Regions from separate parts of the Drosophila melanogaster genome. Here region 1 is linked to region 2. The links are chromatin contacts, called in public Hi-C maps. All regions are on one chromosome and are shown on one strand. The core of a region is the stretch at or near the end of the contact, and the rest is flanking DNA. Distances in the headings are between cores, read along the strand shown. Region 1 holds the start of Taf2 (TBP-associated factor 2). Region 2 holds the start of CG3335.

What was found. A called contact is a pair of places that touch in the nucleus more often than the background predicts.
Region 1: a contact with region 2 is called in a Hi-C map of the Kc167 cell line, with 1.7 times the contacts expected there. A contact is called at or near these places in 16 of 107 Hi-C or Micro-C datasets (the D17-c3 cell line, the Kc167 cell line, the S2 cell line and 5 more).

The regions. Positions count from the first base shown.
Region 1 is chr3L:9,886,357-9,891,157 of dm6, reverse strand. It overlaps Taf2 (TBP-associated factor 2), which reads left to right and starts at 2,475. Exons shown (of 6, transcript NM_168387.3): 1 at 2,475-2,638; 2 at 2,702-2,756; 3 at 2,819-4,584; 4 at 4,643-4,801. The coding sequence starts at 2,589. It overlaps CalpB (Calpain-B), which reads right to left and starts at 2,396. Exons shown (of 3, transcript NM_079292.5): 1 at 934-2,396; 2 at 593-867; 3 at 1-374. The coding sequence starts at 1,874. It also overlaps asRNA:CR45875.
Region 2 is chr3L:9,621,601-9,626,902 of dm6, reverse strand. CG3335 reads right to left here and starts at 2,666. Exons shown (of 4, transcript NM_140080.2): 1 at 2,531-2,666; 2 at 221-2,478; 3 at 40-162. The coding sequence starts at 2,566. It overlaps LanB2 (Laminin B2), which reads right to left. Exons shown (of 10, transcript NM_079282.2): 7 at 4,539-5,302; 8 at 4,144-4,480; 9 at 3,786-4,086; 10 at 2,923-3,724. The coding sequence ends at 3,513.

The sequences.
Region 1 (4,801 bases), core at 1,226-3,725, 260 kb before region 2:
CAGGCCAATCTCCTCCTTCGTGTGCTCCGGAATAAATCGCCACTCAGGCGAGCTGTCGCTCCACGGACCGCTCCATTCGGCATCGTTGCCCCATGGATTACGCATACGTATCATGGGCAATTTTCCCTGCCGATTGGGCGTCGATATGTCCATGAGGCACACCTTGGTAATGGAGTATGCATGACCGCGAATCAAACCTTGTGGCGTCTCCGCTTCCAGAACATGTGGATCCGGCTCCAAAGAGCAGCCCATCATCGAGCCACGCTCGGCGGCCTTCATCATGATGCTGAATAGATTTGGGGGCGCCTCCTTGATGTCGTACCACTCGGTGACGCCGCCAGTAAAGTCCTCCATGGCCTCGCACGTGGTGCCGCCTAATCGTGAAGAGATGGTTACAAAAAAATTATTAGAATGAAAGTATTTAAATTTCAGATCTATTCAACAAAGTCCTAACCGCGATAAGTGCCACATTAGTTTATTTTTTTTTAAGAACATATGATAAGCATAGTGTATTTTTAGAAACTAAAATAAATTTTGGTATGCCACAAATTTTCTACGCTTCTACAAATACTGATAATATTCCATTTCCTACCCTTGAGTGCTTCATAAGATCCATGCAGCTTTGCATAAGCCTTCTCCAGCAAGGCACTCCAAAACTCGTTCTTCTCCGTGGAGTGCATGTAGATTAGCTCGCCATTATAGGTGGGCAGACGGTCATCAATGACCACTTCCACCCACTTGCCATACTGCCAAAACTTGAAGTGAAAGATGCCAGCGTAGTTCTCCTGGAAGTCCTGATCCGGCGGGATTACCCTAAAGAAGAGCGTCGAGTCCTGCGTCAAATTGGCAGCTGCAGCCAGTAGCCAGCTGTGAAGGAATATTTAATTTTTGAATTTATGTCCACTTATGTGTTATTAATGCGTTTGGTCTTACCAATCGCCAAGTTCTCCTTGTTGCACATCGAATCGTGAATAGCCTTCCACGAAGAACTGCGGATCATCGGCGATGTCACCGGGACGCAGCCACTCGTAGTAGCGATCCGGTCGTCGTGAGTACATCAGCGAAGCGTTGGTGGCCGGAAAATCGGGATCCTCGAACATGGTTCCATTAGCCAGGCAACTGTCGCGCAGCGATTGGAAATCGCCTTTGCTTACGCTGTTCTGCCGGGCACTAGTGGCCTTGCGACCCATCCAAAACATGTTCTGGTTCTCGGGCACCTTCACGCTGGTGAAGCTTAGCTCGGCCACGCCGACGGAAGGTTCCTCCTCCTGGGTTGGAGCACTTTCCGGTGGCGGTGCCGTGGGATATGGTAGTGCTGGGAATCCGATATTGTGCTGGGGAGCCGGACTCGTTGGCATGGGAGCGTACGGCATTGGCATACCGGGCAAACCGGGCATGGCAGATGGATATGGTGCGAGCGGAGCCGCCGGATAGGGTAGATTGGGCTGCGGCATGCCAGTTGGATAGGGCATTCCGGTTGGATAGGGCGCCATAGGCGCAGTGGGGTACGGCAGCGATGATACGTTGGCTGATGGCAGACTAGGATAAAGTCCTGATCCAGGGTATGGCGTGGCACTGGGGTATGGAGCCGGCGCTGAGGGGGCTTCTGGCACGGGCATTCCCATGCCCATGGTGGGTCCCGCATACGAAGCATTCTGGGCATGACTCGTCTGCTTTACCACATATGGCATTCCGCCCACGGATTCGGATGATGGATAGGGCAACGAGGGGTAGAGACCCGCTTTGGGTTTGGGAGCTCCTCCTCCTTCGTTCCCGCCGCTGACTTCATTCTTGCTGTAGCCCAAGGCCGCCAAATTGACAAGGCCAATGCCACTGGCATGATAATTCTTGGGGTAATTATCAATGCCGTACATTTTTACTGGTTTTTCGCTGTGGTTTTCCTCGTCCACGCACTGGTTTTTCCCTAAATCTAACTACTAATGGCGTTGCAAATCGGCTAAAACTACGGAACTGGATGATATCCAGATGTTTATTAACTCGCTGCCGTGGTAAAACTGCTGACTCGCTGAGAATCGTACGCTTTAAATGGGAGAAGTATCCAAATTTAACTTTCTCGGTAAATGATTCATAATCTTTAACCCTTGCGCGTTCTGTATAAATTTTCTTTGAATATGCATGTGCAATCAAAAAAGCTTTGAAAATGCAGAATGAAATATTTATAACATTCTAATTCATTTATTAACTCAGAAAATATATTATAGAAATATTAATTTTGTTTTATTAAACAGTTTCAATAAAAACAAATATAGCTTTTAATAAATTTTAGTTTTCTAAAAAATGTATTTTTATGGTATTAGAGAAGTAGTTATGTAGTCTATATTGTTTACGAACGTAAACTATTAAATTAGTGTCAATATTGAAGACCCAACACGTTTCGAGGGTTAAAAAAAGGCGAGCAGGGCTACATTGTCGCGCAGAGTTGCCATCTTTATCCGAATGAATTTGGTATTTTTTTAGCCCTGTCGGCATTTTCAATAGAAGAAGAAGAAGTTAAACAGTGCTGTGTTTTTTTTTATAACAAACGCAAATTAGTTAATAAATTCTGGCGCAGAACCGGCATTTGAGCGATGGAAACGCAACCTGAGGTGCCCGAGGTGCCGCTGCGACCGTTTAAATTATAAGTATTCACCCTGCTCTGTTAGGAATCCAAAAATAATGAGTTCTCCCTTTTGAATAGCACGGCGCATCAGGTTGTGAGCCTCACGGGCATCAGTTTCGAGCGGAGGAGCATAATCGTAAGGATATAACTTAGATACACTTAAATATGTACAAAACATAACACACCTCCTCCCTTTAGGGCGTGGTCGAGCTGACCATTGTGCCGAACAGCGAGAATCTGCGCCTGATACGCCTGAATGCCAAGCAGCTGAGAATCTACAGCGTCGTTTTGAACGATGTCTGCCAGGCGGATTTCACGTACTTCGATCCCTTCCAGAACATCTGCTACAAGGAGCACAAGAGCCGCGCGCTGGAGGTCTACTCCAAGCATCATCTGACCGCCGCCCAGTACACCGATCCCGATGTGAACAACGGCGAACTGCTCATCCAGGTTCCGCCCGAGGGCTACTCTATGATCCAGGAGGGTCAGGGTCTGCGCATCCGCATCGAGTTCTCGTTGGAGAATCCCAAATGCGGCGTACATTTTGTCATACCACCCGCTTCAACGGACGAGGAGACACAGATGAACAGCTCGCATATGTTCACCAATTGCTATGAAAACTCGTCGAGATTGTGGTTTCCCTGCGTGGACAGTTTCGCCGATCCCTGCACCTGGCGGCTGGAGTTCACTGTCGACAAAAATATGACCGCCGTTTCGTGTGGAGAACTTCTAGAAGTCATTATGACCCCAGATCTGCGAAAGAAAACCTTCCACTATTCGGTTAGCACACCAGTATGTGCACCAAATATTGCGCTGGCTGTGGGTCAGTTTGAGATCTACGTGGATCCGCACATGCATGAAGTGACCCACTTTTGTCTGCCCGGATTGTTGCCGCTGTTAAAAAATACGGTTCGCTATTTGCACGAGGCATTTGAATTTTACGAGGAGACCTTATCTACGCGCTACCCATTCAGTTGCTACAAACAAGTGTTTGTAGACGAATTGGACACGGACATAAGTGCCTATGCCACTATGAGCATTGCTTCGGTGAATCTGCTGCACTCCATAGCTATCATCGATCAGACCTATATATCTCGAACCTTTATGTCGCGCGCTGTGGCTGAGCAATTCTTCGGCTGCTTTATTACATCCCATCATTGGTCGGACACCTGGCTGGCCAAGGGCATTGCGGAGTACCTGTGTGGATTGTATTCCAGGAAGTGCTTCGGCAACAACGAGTACCGTGCTTGGGTGCAATCTGAACTGGCGCGTGTCGTTCGCTACGAGGAGCAGTATGGCGGCATTATTCTCGATTGCAGTCAGCCGCCAGCTCCTTTGCCTGTTTCGGGCACAAATCAATCGGCGGCTTCCAGCAAACAGCAGGAGATTGTCCACTATTTTCCCATCAAGAGTTTGCACACCGTATCGCCGAAGTATGTGGAGGCGATGCGAAGGAAAGCGCATTTCGTAATCCGGATGCTGGAGAACCGCATCGGGCAGGAGCTGCTGATTCAGGTGTTCAATAAGCAATTGGCTTTGGCTTCAAGTGCGGCAACGACAAAGATCGGTGCAGGACTCTGGTCTCAGCTGCTCATCTCGACCAACATTTTTATCAAGGCCATCTTCACCGTAACCGGAAAAGATATGTCTGTCTTCATGGACCAGTGGGTGCGCACTGGAGGGCACGCCAAGTTTTCGCTCACATCTGTGTTCAATCGCAAGAGAAACACGATTGAACTGGAAATCCGCCAGGACTATGTTAATCAGCGGGGAATTAGAAAATACAATGGTCCATTGATGGTGCAGCTGCAGGAGTTGGATGGAACGTTTAAGCACACATTGCAGATTGAGAGTACCCTGGTAAAGTCCGATATCACTTGCCACTCGAAGAGCAGGCGTAACAAAAAGAAGAAGATCCCCTTGTGCACCGGTGAGGAAGTGGATATGGATTTATCAGCCATGGAGTAAGTTTTTTATCGAATATATGATTAAACAATTTTGTTAACTTTTACTATTACATAGCGACTCACCTGTGCTTTGGATCCGCCTCGATCCCGAAATGATTCTGCTGCGCGACCTCATAATCGAACAGCCCGACTTCCAGTGGCAGTATCAGCTTCGGCATGAACGTGATGTTACTGCTCAATTTCAGGCGATTCAAGCCCTGCAAAAGTACCCCAC
Region 2 (5,302 bases), core at 1,417-3,916:
GGATTAGAATTTTTCCTAACCGGTATGACCTATACGTACTTGAATATATCTCGAACCTCGCGGTATTGTGCCTGGAAGGGAATATTTCGCACCAGGATTTTGGTTCCCGTTTGCTTCTTCTGTGAGGCCAGTCGACGTTGTGCGCCATCATTATCTTGGGTTCTGGAAAAGATTATCCCATTAGCAAAGAAAAAGTAAAGTTCGGTTTTCCGAGGCTTACTTGAGCACACGATCGCTGCGCTTCAGTTCCACGGGATTACCATCTATGTGGGTGAGCTGCAAGTTCTTGAGAGCGTGCTCTGCCACTGAGGACTTCTTGAACTGAATGAAGCCGTAGCCAAGGGACTTGAATTCCCGGGGATTCTCGGGATCCCTTCGCTTAGCAATTTCAACAGTGTGAATGCTACCCAAATGGCGGAAGTGTTTCTCAACGGTTTCCTGTACGGTTTTAAAGTTAAGGTTCCGTAGAAATAGTGTTGTATTCGGTTCGGGTTCATCATCGGCATCCTCTGCCCTAGAATCCTCCTCGTCAGGTTTCGCATCATTTACAATCGGTTTCTCCTCTGGCTTTACCTCCTCCTTTGGTTTCGGTTCCGATTTGGGAATCACTGGCTCTCCACTAAGGGTCTTGGTAAAGACCTGCTCGGGAGCCCACTCCAAATAGAGTGGGGCATTCTTGAATTTACTGTAGGCCAACTTCTTGAAAGCTTGCCTCGCCTCCAAAGGATCACAGTACTCGATAAGTGCCGTAACCCCACTGGGAGGAAGCACAATCCTGCCAATTGGGCCAAATCGACTAAAGATGGGGGTAATCTCTGAAATCTCTGTGGCCGCTGGCAAATTCTTGGCTAGTATAACAGTGTTAGAACGTTTCTTTGCGGGCTCATCAAATGCATCAAGACGAACGCCTTCTTCCTCCAGGAAGCGCTTCATCTCGATGACGACTTGGGTTTCTCCCAAAGCCAAGCGCACGGCGGCACTACTGCCACCATCGCTTGTGTCCAGGATGCGTTCCTTTGAGGTCTTGAATTGCTTGGCGAGAATTTCTGCAACAGCATTGGCACCCAGAAACAATGTGTTCCAGCCAATTGGTTTTTGGGCGTTCTTCTTGAGTTTCAAGGCCTTCTTTTCTTTGAATGACAGACTGGCATCGTTTTCATCCAAATCCTCTTTCGGATTCTTTTCGATGTCCTTGCTGGGCAGAAGGTGCAAGAGACGGCCATGGAAATCAGTGCCATCGAGGGTATTAAAAGCCTTTAATGCGTGCTCCGGCATCATGTACGTAACTGTACCAAAGCCCTTGATTTTTCGCGTTAGCTTGTCGAGGGGCAAGTTAACCTCCACCACGGGACCGAACTGCTCGAAAAGCTTGCGCAGATCCTCTTCGGTAGTAGTGTATGCTAGATTACGAAAGAATATCCTCCCGGACTCGGAGATGTCATCTTCTTTGGATAAACTGTCCTGCTGATGCTTCCACTTCGCATTGCCCGCATCGACGGCGGCTGGTGCCAATGGTTGTCCACTCTTGCTCGCTTTGGTCACCTTGTTCTTCTCTGTAAAGTCGGAGAAGAATACTTGCTTGCCCTTGATGAAACTCTTGTTTTTAAGCATTCCCTTGGCCATGTCTTTCTCAGTTTTAAAACCCACGTAGCAGAAGCCGTGAACTTTGCTGGGCAGCCGAACGGAGTACGGTTTCAGGGGCTTGAAAAACTTTAGCACCTCCTGGCGCTTGGTGTTGTATGGTACATTGTGTATTTTAATGGTGAACAGCTCCAAATTTGATTTATCCGCCTTGGCTTTGGGTTTCTTTGCAGTAGCTTCGCCGGATGTGGTTGCCATCAGGGATTTCATATACTCAAGATCGCTGATGGGCTTTTCGGCCAGTTTATCGGTGTCTTCTTCCTCATCTGCCTCATCGCCTGAGCCATCCTCATCTCCTGCATCTGCATCCACTCCACTGTCATCTCTGGCAGCTCGAGATTCTTCCTGTTCCTCATCATCCTCTTCTTCGTTCTCCCGATTTTTATTTATACCCAAATCGTTTCCCCACAGCGTTCGCGACTTGTCATGCGCCTCTAGAAACTCTTGGAATTCCGGATCGTCTTTGTGTCTGCTCAAAATTTGGTCCACCTTGTCAACTTTATCTTTCTTCTTCTTTTTCTCAGACTCCTTAGCCTTGGCAGCCGCCTCCCTTTCCTTCTCCTTCAATTTGTCTAGGTTCTTCTTGCTGTCCTTGGCGTACTTGCTCCAAGATTGTGGCTTATCTTCGCTGCCCAAGGCAGCACAGGATTCGACGCGCACCCGGCTGGTCTGAATGCATGTGTTGTCAAAGTGCCGGATGGCCGATTGGGCCTCCTCCTCGGTGCTGTAACCCACGAAGCAAAATTGCCGAAACTTTCCATCGGGCGTGTATTTTAGTTGCAGATCCGTAATCGTGCCCTGGGCACCAAAAATCTGACGCAGTTTGTCTTCGGTGATCTACAATTTCAGTTTAAGTAGATGCTTTTTTTTAACAAGTCTACATACTCACATGCTTGGGCAGCTGTTTGACTATAATTCGTGACATCTTTTGTGGCTAATTTGTCGGTCTGCAGCTAAAAACTCATTTAAGAAAACTTTTGTTTACAAACAAATTGAAACAACACGTGCATTAGATATGCAAAACGAGCGATAGTAGCATCAGTAGTATCGAAAGTCGAAATTTGTATACTATCGAAAAGTCTATCGTTTCATCGACTCTACTTTACGTTACATTTTACATGTAGATATTCAAATTTATATATTTTTTAAGTTGTGTTTCGATTATAATGGGTGATGGCAAATCAAAGCTGAATGAAAAAGTAAAATAACCTCGACTTCAAAACGTCACTTCGCTTGAGCATCCTTATATTTCCCCAGTTCAAGTTTAAAGGGTGGATTTTTACAAACTTACAACGTTGGAAAAGTTATATTTTGAAAGGAAACTCTTTAAGCGACTTATACACAAAGATACATGGTAATTGTATTGGCACATTAAACGTAGATGACAAATATGTTAATATATAAGTGTTTAGAATAGACTTCAGGTGGAGCTACGGTAGAGATATAGATATGCGATTGGATTGTCGGATTGTGGGAGTACAAGGTCTTGTGTGTTTCGTTTAGTGTCTCATTTTTAACATATAATACAGTCCGTTGCTGGCTTGAAACTGGTGAAGCACAGTTGGCAGTTGATTCTCGATGTGGCCATCATCCATCCTCTTGTATCCGTTGTATCATTATAGTATATGGCATACAGTAGGCGAACGATGATGCGTTAAAGCTTAACGTTGCTCAGTTGGTCTCCTTTGTGGATCCTTGGATCCTTGGGCTGGGTCACTAAACAGAATATTTCGGCTAAGGCACTAAAATTACATAATTTCATTCAACGTCTACGTTCTATCATAAATCTGATTTGTTCGTCTCGTCTCAGATCTTCGTTCTTAGTTAAAATTGAAGTAGTTGTTATGGGAAGTGGGGTTGTTCGCAGAGCTCTAGGGTTCCAGGCGATTGCGACTGAAGCAGCTATCGGGGAGAGCCTTGGAAATAAGTCCAATATTCTGGACTTCATCCTTGAGCTCCCTCAGCTCGGCATCGTACTTGTCGATCAGATTCTTCTGAATGGTGCGCTGTTCCCGGTACTTTTCGATGCGTCCCGTCAGGTTGACGCGATTGATCTCACCCTCCACAGTGGCCAAACGATTCTCTGCGAGATTAATTAGATTACTCATAAGTAAATTCAGATTAGAGAGGTTTCTGTTTCTTACCCAATCTATCCAAATCGCCCGTGTTGATGTCCTTCAGATTCTCCAGCTCATCCTTGATGGCCGTCAGGTCGGCATTGGCCTTCTCGATCTGCTTCTGGGCCTCCTGGGTATCGGCCTTGGCCTGACCCACCTTTCGCTTGGCGTCGTCCACCAGATTGTCGTCCTTGGTCGAGCTCTCCTCCAGCTTGAAGATGTCCATTTCGGTGAGTTTCACGCGATGATTCAGTTGGTCGGCCTCTTCGCGCAGATTGCGGGCAGCCACCTTGGTCTCATTGGCTTTGCGGCGGATCAGCTCAGCATCCTGTCAAGAAATTTTACGAATTTAGTAAGGATAATAAGATGTCCCTGAATGACTTACCTTGGAAGCCTGTTCGGCATACTTCAGCTGCGCCTCCTGGGCATTCTTCTTGGCCTCGTTGGCATTCTTATTGGCTCCATCGAGAGCCTCCTCCGCCTGGCTGATCAGGCTTTCCGCATTCTGAATCTCCTTCTCGATGTTGGGCACCGTCTGCAGGGCTTTCTCCGCACTCTCAGAAGAGCGCTGGACATCCGACTGGAAGCCGGCCAACTTCTCGTAGGTATTGTTGGCCTCCTTTAGGGTATTGTCGCCCTGTTCCACTGCCTTGGTAGCCTTGTCGTGGGCAGCCTTGGCTCGCTCTAGCAGCTCGATGTCCTCCAGTTGCTGCTGTTCAGCTCTGAAATTATAGATCAAGTTAGAAAAGAGTTAATAAGGATAAGGCGTGGAGCACCCACCTCTTAAGCAGCGCCTCCGTCAGTTCCTGTTCCGTTTCGAAATCCGCAAAGAGTTCGCCGTTGCTGTTGGACAATTCAGTTATCTGCTTGAGTAGCTCATCCGCTCGTTCATTGGCGGCCACTGCATCCTTCTTCAACTGACTGATATCGATTTCCGGTTGCGTCTGACGATTGACATCATTGAGCAGGGTCAATGCTGTATCGTAGACCTCGTTGGCTTTGCGAAGAGCCTCCTTGGAGGTCTGCACTACGGTGCCCAGGGATTGTTTCACATGACTCAGCTCCAGACCAACCTCCGAACGGAGCTCGGTGCCGATCTTTAGCTGCAAATCGATGGCACTCTTGGCCAGCTGATGGGCCTTCTCCACCGCATCCTTGGCATCCTTGGCGTTCTTCAAATCGAACTGGGCCTCCGACTCCAGTTTGTCGGCCAGGGCACGAGCCTCCCGCGAGATGTCCGAGATCTGTTCCGATTGCTGTCCAAATTCCACAGACTTCTCCTTGGCCCGGGCCAAAGCCTGAGCACCTTCGTCATTCAGGAGGTCGAGGGCCTGCTGCAGTTCCTTCTTGGCGTTCTCGGTGATCTGGTCCAGAATGGTATAGTTCTGGCGCGCCCTGTCGATCTCCCCATTGGCATCTGCCTGGAACTTATCCGCGCTCACCAGATGCTCTCTCACGCTGTCCAGGTGCTTGTGAAGATCATCGATGACCTCTGCGTATGTTTGACCACCATCACCGGAATTATCGCGTGCATCCTGGGCCAG